2 separate regions of the Danio rerio genome follow, and region 2 is linked to region 1. The links are chromatin contacts, called in public HiCAR-type maps. All regions are on one chromosome and are shown on one strand. Each heading gives the region's core, a stretch centred on a gene start, on an enhancer-like site or on the middle of the called end of the contact. The rest is flanking DNA. Distances are from core to core; before and after follow the strand shown.

What was found. HiCAR-type assays count read pairs that join an accessible place to other places.
Region 2: a contact with region 1 is called in a HiCAR-type map of caudal fin, with 10 times the contacts expected there. The contact joins two enhancer-like sites. A contact is called at or near these places in 7 of 18 Hi-C or Micro-C datasets (caudal fin, embryo, hematopoietic stem cells and 2 more) and 1 of 4 datasets of contacts at active chromatin or transcription factors (caudal fin).

What each region holds. Positions count from the first base shown.
Region 1 is chr5:31,387,039-31,392,490 of GRCz12tu, reverse strand. It overlaps ruvbl2 (RuvB-like AAA ATPase 2), which reads right to left. Exons shown (of 15, transcript NM_174860.2): 15 at 4,211-4,505. The coding sequence ends at 4,480. Among named protein-coding and RNA genes, the nearest start is that of ruvbl2, 13 kb to the right of the region's middle. Within about 2 kb of position 3,135, at least 8 of the 62 cell types and tissues checked have an H3K27ac peak or open chromatin away from gene starts, as enhancers often do.
Region 2 is chr5:31,568,312-31,573,763 of GRCz12tu, reverse strand. It overlaps a transcript of ube2g1a not described here. Among named protein-coding and RNA genes, the nearest start is that of spns2, 29 kb to the right of the region's middle. Within about 2 kb of position 2,298, at least 5 of the 62 cell types and tissues checked have an H3K27ac peak or open chromatin away from gene starts, as enhancers often do.

The DNA.
Region 1 (5,452 bases), core at 1,886-4,385:
GGAAAAACATGGATTCCCACCTGACACCTTGCATTAATGTACAGTTGGTGTGGGATGCAGCTTGATATGGGGGTCATGAAGTTGATGAAGAGTTGCGTCTGGTGGTTTATTAGCGATTATGTCAGGATGACCCGTGCTGACTGAAGCAATCTGTCAGGGTTGTTCAATCCCTGAGCGAGAGCACTAGCTGGTGCTCCTCAACACACACAGATGGATCACGCCAGAAAACAGATTGCTTCATACCTCACTGTCCTCAAATCCAGCAACACAACATTGCATAACACACAACATGGCAACCAGGCCTGGGTGTTTATTTACACTTTCATGCATGTTTAGTGATGGAATGCAAAAGATGTAAACCTCTAAACATCAGTATGGCAAGATTTTGGGAGATGTGGAAGGACACTCGTCGGCATTTTTTGCTCAGTATACAAGCTGTTCACAGCGTAAACGCTATTCCAGAATATCAAGGTTCTTATTGCTCATAATTTACCTGGGTTTAACAAACAACCCTGACTTTTCGTACACAAAAATCCCAAAACACTGATTTAATGTCATTATTTGCAGTCAATGGTGCGAATTTTCAGCATCATTGTTTTGCAAAACTCTTGTGTTCATGGATGCTTCAGAAATCAGTCTAAGTTTTCCATTTGATGTTTAAGTTTTTTACTAACAATGCTGAAAGAGTTGTGCTGCTTCATGTGTTTTTTGTGCAACAGTACTTAAAAGGGACACCTTGTCGGCACAATAGCCTAGTGGTTAGCACTTCGACATATGGTGCAGTAGCACTTCAGGGTGTCCCAAATTCGAATCCCAGCTTGATGACATTTCCTGTCCCTGTCTCTCTCCCACTTCCTGTCTATAATACTGTCCAATCTACTTAAAAAAGGTCAAAAATAAATCTTTAAAAAAGGGACACATTACAATGATAAATAACAGACAATTATACGTAACAAAACATTTGATGTAAATTTAACAGTTTTGTTCGGCCACTTTATTAGGGACAACTTACTAGTACTGGGTTGGACTCCCTTTTGCCTTCAGAACTACCTTAATCCTACGTGGCATAGATTCAACAAGGTACTGGAAATATATATTTTTAGAGATTTTGATCCATATTGACATGATAGCATCACGCAGTTGCGGCAGATTTGTTGTCTGCACATCCATGATACCAATCTCCCGTTCCACCACATCCCAAATGTGCTGTATTGGATTGAGTCTGGTGACTGTGGAGGGCATTTGAGTACAATGAATTCATTGTCATGTTCAAGAAACCACTCTGAGATTATTCATGCTTTATGGCATGGTGCATTGGAAGTTGCCATCAGAAGATGGGTACACTGTGGTCACCATAAAGGGATGGACATGGTCAGCAACAATACTCAGGTTGGCTGTGTCGTTGACACAATGCTCAATTGGTACTAATAGGCACAAAGTGTGCCAGGAAAATACCCCCCCCCCCCACATCCCTACACACCATGACCATTGAACACCACACCATGACCTCTGGCATCAACAAGGTATTTGTGCCCACAGAACTGCCGCTCACAGGAGATTTTCTCTTTTTTGGACCATTTATGTAAACCCTAGAGATAGTTGTGCATGTAAATCCCAGTAGATCAGCATATTATAATGATTTCTGCAAGATCACGTGACATTGAAAACAAGTAAAAACATTTTTAATAGATTTTATACATAACTTCATAATATATAAGTAGCCTATTTATAATAAGAACTGCACGTTTGATCAAATAACTACAGCACTTGCACAAAAACATTTAACTATTCCATTTGACTTATGAACTTTATAATGCATATAAATCCTCACAGAGACAGCTAAACCTTATTGATGACACTCTAAGATTGAAATCTCCAGTCTTTTTAAATACTTTCTTTCTTTTTGCATACTCCAGTGACATTCATTTCAGGATTGCAGCAGATGCTTCGGTGATGCTGAAGCAGAGGATGTTGGGAGAGCTGCCCACAGATGGGATACAGATGACAGATTAATCCTCTCGAGTGAAAAGGAGAGATGAGGAGAGTTATGAAACATCACAAACATCTCAGGTAAGAGGGAGCAGCGAGGCTCTTTTCACCCTTAATCTCTCATGAAAGTGATTTATATTTCAATATCGCTCCCTTACAGGGGATTTTTATCAGTGCACTAGTCAGAAAGTCTACAAAGAGGAAAATAAATGGGTTATGATCTTAAGATTAGTCAACCTAAGAAAGCAGAAAAAATAATGTCCCCCCCCTCCCCCTGGCCAGTCTGCGACCTAAAATAATCACGCTAAAAAAATTCCTCCAGTTCATTTGTCTTAAGAAACAGTCCAGTATCCCCTTAATGGTAGCGGATGTCATAACTTTGAGGCATCGCGCCGAAGTAACTGGGCCTGGATTTAGCAGAGCTTTCCAACGCTTTTCCTTCCCTCGCTGCCATTTATCCTGACATGTTAATAGGTGGTTTTGAATTACGGCCTTATCTCTGGGACTCTGCAAAGAAATAGAGAATGCGCACTCAGCTCTCACAGACCTTTTCAATTTATATACCTTTGATTTCATCTAGCTGCCCATTTTCATCCGAGGCTCTTTTGAGAGCCAGCCAGCGGCGTCTACTCAATGTGTCTCTAAGGATTATATCTTATGTCCTTTCCTCCATTTTAAAGCGGTCTGCTGTTTTGTTAGTAATGGTTCTTTTTTAACAGGCAGCAGACAACCTGTAAATGGAAGGCTGTGTTCAGTCATGCGACGTACGGAAAACGTTGCTTTGTAACCTCAGACATGATGACGACTGCGTGAGGCCGTTCTGCTAAGATTACCCAAAAGAAACGCTCCACTGTCCATCTATATCCATATACTCATTGCACGTGAATGAATTGGCCTGTCTTCTGTTTGGTTAGCAAAGACCGCACATCATCTTTTGGGTTTCTAAATCTCGCCCTGGTTTTGTTAAGTACATACAATCCTTGTAAACTATTATAGCACGTGTGGACACTGGTAAAATATTGACAAACATCAGAGTTCTCAAACAAGTAAAAAAAAAATGAAGAAACTTTCTGGTACACTGATACTCTTGGTGAAGGATAAAGTGATGTCCACTCCACTGGCAGGTTACCGAGTAGAGAATTTAATATTGATTAAATAGTGCCACCTAGCCTTGGGTCATGGTCATTATTATTGCTCAGAGTAATAAATATTAAAGGGATAGTTCACCCAAAATGTAAAAAAAAATTCTGTCATTTACTCACCCTCTATAACAGAGGTCACCAACCTCGTTCCTGGAGGTCAGGTGCCCTGCAGGGTTTAGCTCCAACTTGCCTCAACACACCTGCTTAGGTGTTTCGAGTATACCTAGTTAGACCTTGATTAGTTGGTTCAGGTGTGTTTGATTAGGGTTGGAGCTAAAATCTGCAGGACACCGGACCTCCAGGAACAAATTTGGTGGCCCCTGCTCTTAGTTCAAAAGCATAATTTTGAGCTATTTGAAAAATGTTTTGGAATTTTTGACTTCTGTAGTTTTTAGTTTTCCTTCTATGGAAGTAAATGGTTACCAGTTTTCATCATTCAATATATTAAATATTGATATATATCTATATATTTTTCAATATAAAAAAAAACAATTGAAAAACCCAGCTAATTCATTCATTTTCCTTCGGCTTAGTCCGTTTATCCATCATGGGCTGCCACAGCAGAATGAACCACCAATTTATACAGCATTTGTTTTACACAGCAGATGCCCTTCAGCTACAAACCATTACTGGGAAACCTATACACATCTACCTTCATACACATACACTACAAACAATTTAATTTATCCAATTCACATGTCTTTGGACTGTGGGGGAAAACAAAGAACCCAGAGGAAATCCACACCCAGAGGAAATCCACAACAATATGGGGAGAACACCAACCTCGATGCTGTAAACGGAAACCTATTAATTAAAAAATTCACATTAAGCTTTTACCAAAAGAGTTCAACACTGGCTGAAAAACACTAGTTATGCATATAGCCCGTTCTAATTCGATATTATTCATAATCCAAAATATTACTAATTACTGAAATAGTATATAAATAATAAAATATAAGTCTGCCTACTTTAACATTAGGCTTGATTCATGACTATTGCCAAAGATTTTTTATTATTTCATTTTGACAATCAGTGGCTTGAGGGTCATGAGAATGACTAATAAGAGTCTCGTCATGTTCATGGTCAAATATCTTTTATTTCATCCTTTAAGTTGCCATGTTATACAACCAAACAAGAAGAAATTATTTTTATTCATTGCAAAACATATAAAATCTAGCAATAGCAAAAAAAAAAAAAAAAAAAAAAAAAGGACTTGAAGATGAGGATTTGAGTGCATGAACACTGAATTGCCTGAACACTTGAGAGGTGGCTCAGCACTAGGAGAGGTCATAAGAGAAAGGTCTTCACAGGAGCAATGACTGGACATGCTTATTCACAGCTCCACTCGTTACGAGGTGTCCATCTGAGAGGTTTCTGAATGATGGAAAAAGAATGGCTAGGTAAACTGGATGTAGACATTTTAAAGCAGTTATACTGCCTAATTTTAAATATGAAGCACCTATTTGCTATCTGACTGAAAGAATGATGACTTGCATGTTACTCCATGATTTCAACAGAATAAACCAATAGCATGCTCATCCATATACTACAAATTATCCTTACTATTAGTGAATGCAGACCTATTCATGTACATAATTGAGTACAGGCCATTTTGAAAATGAATATTTTTCTCCATTTCTTTGTGAATTTAGACTATGTATTTTGGTGCATTTAAACAAAAGAAGATTTATTGAACAGATATATTTATTAAAATAATATTTTAGTCACCAAACATATTTAGAAATTGAAAGAATACAATTAAATTCAAAACAAAATATTGCAACAAAAAAAATTACAACCTACAAAATTTCAACCAAATTTTACATTTTTTCCCTTCTTTTGATTTTTCCTCTTTTAAAAAAAATGTATTTAATATTTTTCTATAACATTTAAATTTGGGTGCACTAGATTTTGGACCGTTATCATAAGTTATTTTGTTAGATTAGCTCCAGAATTGGCTTCAGAACTGATTAATCTAATGTATATACACAAATATAATATTGCATAGCTTCCTATTAAATATGAATTTAAAAGATAGATTTGTGAGGGGTGTACTTTTATATGTTGAGCACTGCACATGTGTCAAGTTGCCGTTCATGATGGTTTGGCGCCATCTTGCGGCTGAATTTTAAAGGGGTGGTCCAGAATGTTATTTTTAAGGCTTGGTTGTGTTAATAAGATGCAAAGCAATGTGTGCTCATGTTTAACTTGAAGGAAATCGTGTTATTTTTTCATAAATCTCACTTTGATTATACACAGCTACTCAGCTAACATGAAAACGACTGTCATATTTCCTAGTTCCTCTAAAAGGCCCACCCTCA
Region 2 (5,452 bases), core at 1,049-3,548, 180 kb before region 1:
AAGATGATCTAAACTAAATTCCCATAATCCAAAATTGGTAATAATAATACTGTTAATTTGACCAAATGCTGCTTTGAAGAGTGTGTAAAAGAAGATTTGTTTCTGTAAACAAAACCAATCCTGGTTTTCAAATGTCAGTTTACCATCTAACCAGATTCCAGGACAGTTGTAGCAGTCAACATGCCATACATGCTGAAGATAATGTCAGCAACTAGGAGTCATTATAGATTATAAATATATTAGGATGCACAAATGCACACTGTATTCTCCATATTTTCAGTTTTTCACAGAGATGACGTTGGTCCTTTTTTGAATCTGTCACTATGCTGATGCATAGGCATTTGTAGCTCCACCCTCTTTTTAAAAGCATAATCTCATTTGAATAAAAAAAAAGAGTTTCCAAAAGAAAATAAATATATATCTTATCATAATCTCTCGTACAGAAAGAGACTTACAGATCTTGCACATGCTTTGTATTTTCTTCCCTTCAACAACAACAAAAGCAACTATAAATTGCCTTTAAAGAAGAAAAGATATATATATATATATATATATATATATATATATATATATATATATATATATATATATATATATATATATATATATATACAGTTGAAGTCAGAAATATTAGCCCCCTTTTGATTTTTTTTTCTTTTCTTAATATTTCCCAAATGATGTTTAACAGAGCAAGGAAATTTTCACAGTATGTCTGATAATATTTTTAGTTCTGGAGAAAGTCTTATTTGTTTTATTTCGGCTAGAATAAAAGCAGTTTTAAATTTTTTAAAAAACAATTTTGGGACAAAATTATTAGCCCCTTTAAGCTATTTTTCCCCCGATAGTCTACAGAACAAACCATCATTATACAATAACTTGCCTAATTACCCTAACCTGCCTAGTTCACCTTATTAACCTAATAAAGCCTTTAAATGTCACTTTAAGCTGTACAGAAGTATCTTGAAAAATATCAAGTAAAATATTATTTACTGTCAGCATGACAAAGATAAAAAAAAAATTAGTTATTAGAAATAGGTTTCTAAAACTATTATGCTTAGAAATGTGCTGAAACATTCTTCCCTTCATAAAACAGAAATTGGGGAAAAAAATAAACAGGGGTGCTAATAAGCCAGGGGGGCTAATAATTCTGACTTCAACTGTATATAGACACATGGCATTAAATTTAAAAGTTACAATTCTTTAATAATCCAACCATCTAAATTTATAATACCTAAATATTTGGATTCACAGGTGTAGGCAATCTCTACTTCAAAAATGGCATCTAAATGTATTTCAATCTCTTTCCAGTGTGGGGTTAATTTCTGTCCATCTCAAAAAACCTGATAGTGATTAGCTACATTTTCCCCCTTATTTCAATTTTAAATGACTCAATTTGGATCAAAGCCTACAAGGAGCAAATTCAAAGAGTTCTAAAAAATATTTGTGCAGTATTTTGAGCTGAAACTTCACATACTCAATCTAGGGACATCAGAGACTTATGTTGTAAAAAGAGGCATAAAATGTATCCTTTTAGGTTATGGGCTGGAAAACCAAAGGCCAGTCCTATTTTTGCCACAATGTGTTCATCTGTGTATTCTATGTCTGTTTTTAAAATATCCAGTTAAACTTAGTTTCATTTACTTAAACAAGCTCTGACACACATTAAGCCAACAACCCCTCAGATATGTGTCGTATAAACCATTAAATAGATCTATAAAAATAATGCAGACACTTAAATGCTGACCTCCGAACATCAACTGAGACACTTGCTACAGTTGCACAGAAAGTTTGTCAACACTTATACAAATAGATCTGAATGAACTCTACTTAAAGCTCATTCCCAGGGTTTAAAATTACGCATAATAGATGTCGAGATATTCTTGTAATGGTGCCGTTTGGCAGTATCAGAAGGACAGATATTATTGTTTTTCATTTCTGTAACCAGAAGTCCAGCGAGAGCACACCCTTTCAAATACTTTCCTCAAAATGCTGAACTTAAACTCGGAGTGCTATTGACCGCAGAAGGTCAAGGTAATTCATTTAAAGCCATTGTCGCCCGTTTGTTTGCCTTTGGCCAGAATCCACTTCCTTTGTTCTTCTTGTCCGTGCTCTCTTGTTTTTCTGACCTTGCGGTTGGAATTTTTAAAGGCTTTCTAGCGACAATCTTCATTCTTCAGCAGGAGGTACATGCATAACCAAACATGGACATTCATAGACGCAAACGTACATGCATACCTGGAAAACATTCCATTCGGGTAATAGTTTGACCCGCAATTAGGACACAATAGGCATTGTGTGCCCTCGCTTTATCTGACCACTTGCGTGTTTCCCCTGATCGCCTGCTGAACCTGGCAGGAAGCTGTCACAATGGCTAATAAATTTACAGGGCGATCAATGAGAAGTGTTTTGGTAAGCCTAACCGAGAGAGAGAGAGAGGGAGAAAATGGTCATGGTCAGTGTTTTCTTAGGCCTGGTTTTCATAAAAAACATACATAATAGGCATGCAATGTGGCACGCATAATATCTTACGCTCATTCTTTCCTAAATAATAAATTATTGATGTTCATCGCTTTATCTGACATCCTAATAAAACAACAGAACAAAGCGCTTTACTGGAAATCTCTGGGTGTGCTTTATTTTTGTGGTATATGTGCTGTGCTGTTTATTAAAATGCCCTTAGCATTGCATATGTAGAAATATGATGATGCTATGGCCTTCATAACAAAACTTCTGCATTACAGTGCTGTAATTATTGTTGAAATGCATTTTGCAGAGCTGCTGAAGGCTATGTAGCTTCATGCTGGGTCATACTGGTGCAATAACTAATTAAAATTAGCCATGTTAATTGACATTATTTACATGGCTCTCCTCAAAGATTGCCTATTTTGAGACATGCCTTGTTAGAAACCCTCCGATGGCAGAATCACTAGGTTTGAGATCAGCTCAGAGTGAGTTGTGCAGAACCAGAGGGATTATATTGGTGCCGTGACCCGGATGAAAGAGAGGTTTATGTGGGTTAGTGTAGTACAGGTCAACTTGTGAGAGTTCTCTTGGAGGCAAACTGTTCAAGACATGCACTAGTGACAGATGCTGGAGGCTGCAGTTTTTAGTGTACTTGTTAGTGTGTTCGCCTCCCATGAGAGAATTGCCAGGTTTGAGATTAGCTCAGAGTGGGTTGTGAAGAACTGAAGGGATTACATTGGTGTTGTTTAAGTGGGTTAGTGTGGACTAGTGGGTTAGTGTAATACAGGTCAATTAGTGAGAGTTATGTGAGCAAACTGTTCAAGATATGCACTGGTGACAGATGCTAGAGGTTGCACCCTTTAGTGTCCTTGTTAGGGCACTCACTTCTCAAGGGAGAATCGGCAGGTTTGAGTTCAGGTCAAGTTAAACCAGAGGGATTACATTGGTGCCATGACCAGGACGATGGTGAGGTTAAAGTGGGTTAGTGTAATGCAGGCCATCTAATGAGAAATATGCGAGTAAACTGTCCAAGATACACACTAGTGACAGATGCGAGAGGTTGCAATCTTTAGTGTCCTTGTTAGTGTGCTCTCCTCCCATGGGAGATTTGCCAGAGTCCAGCTCAGAGAGTGTTGAGCACAACCGGACATTGGTGCCATGACCTGGATGGGGGTGATGTTTAAGGGGGTGAGTGAAACAGAGGCCAGCTGAGAGCAGTGCAAGTAAACATTCTAAGAGTCCGTTGTCTTTAGCATACATGTTTAGAGTGTAACTCTGGCTTCCAAGTTGGGTTTAAAATACTGCTCCTAGCGGGTCAGTGAAAACCAGAGGAGTTATGTGCACTTGCACTTTGAACTGTTTTTAGACTACTTACTTTCTCCACAAGGTACAGTATTAGCACAGAATCCAGCTATTGTCTATGTTTTCATCCACCTATTTATATGTGCATTTTATATGATAGAAATGGCAAGATGCGCATGGGTTTTGAAAATGGGCATAAAAATGTAAGCGCATAACTGAGTAGTATAGACATTTTATTCCATTAAAAAATGTGCATAAACTACAATGGAAACACTTTAACCGAACAAATTGCAGTATGTGCATTAAAAAGGTTATGTGATTTTGTTATAAGAGATCATGTAATGGTGAACAAATTGCAGTATGAACAAATTGAACAAATTGCAGTATGTGCATTAAAAAGCTTATGTGATTTTGTTATAAGAGATCATGTGATGGTAAAAATGAGTGTGAATGGACAAACCAGCAGGCTGAGCACATTGTAAAATAACTGAAATGTTGTTTTGGTCAATCTGAAACGTCTTAAAGCTTTCAGAATTAGTGTTATTATATTATTAATCACCTCCAGAATCAATAATGTTTGTGCTCCACGTCTCAAACCTTCAAACACCACCATGCGTTTATTGTATGTTGGCATTTGTCTTCTGAGAAGCAAGTCATTTATTAAATGAAAAAAGATTCCCGCAGCTTCTCATACAGAAGCAAATTCCATTTTTACTGCTGATATTTGGCACCAGTTAATCAGAAAGGGATGATTTTGTTTTCTTTGACTCACTGGACGTAAATGTTGCTTTATTTGCATATCTTTTATACGATATTCTTGTTTTGCATATAAATTTAATTCACCTCTTTGGATGGAAACATAGCCATTGTTTCAGATTCTGAAAAGAAATATATACAGAACAAGAAAAGTGCTTGTCTGAGGGCTTTTAAAATACATAAAACTCTATTTTAACAAGTTTAACGAAATTTAAATCGCTCAAAACTTTTTGAAAAAAGAAAAACCCACACTGGACAAGAATGAATATTTCTATTGCACAAGTTAACTGCTTGTGTTCACTATAAAATTAAGTATGGTTTAGAAAGTCATGAAGAACACTTAAATGATCCTCCATTTCAAATGTATTGCTGAACACTCTGATAACTTATTGGCTCATGCTAAATGAATGCTTTAAAATACACTGTTAATGATTTATGTAATTTACACAGTATTTAACTGTAATATGAACTGTTTTTTACTTTAGGACAGTTATACAGTGTACTTTAAAGTTGAATAGTGAGAATTACCGCATGTTAATAGTGCTGTAAATGTGAATACAGTATTTTTGCTGTAATTGATTTACAGTATGTTACTGGTAAACTACTGGCCGTAAGTTAACCGTATGTTACTAGTTACTAAACCAGTGGTTCTCAAAGTGGGAGTCGGGACCCCCAGGGGAGGTTGCAGGACAATGATGGTGTTTTACAAAAATCAGATTCATTTTATTAAACTATTAGAATTACCATATTTTATCCATAACCTACAAAAGATAAAAAATAGTTAATATAGTTATATTAAGAAAACATGCAAATACAGCCATCAGACTTTCAAGTTTTTTGTGACCCCTGGGGTGATTACGTTGCATTAAAGACAGAGCACATTGATTTTATGGCACCAGGTTAAACCCTCTAACAACTTTACAGCACTTAT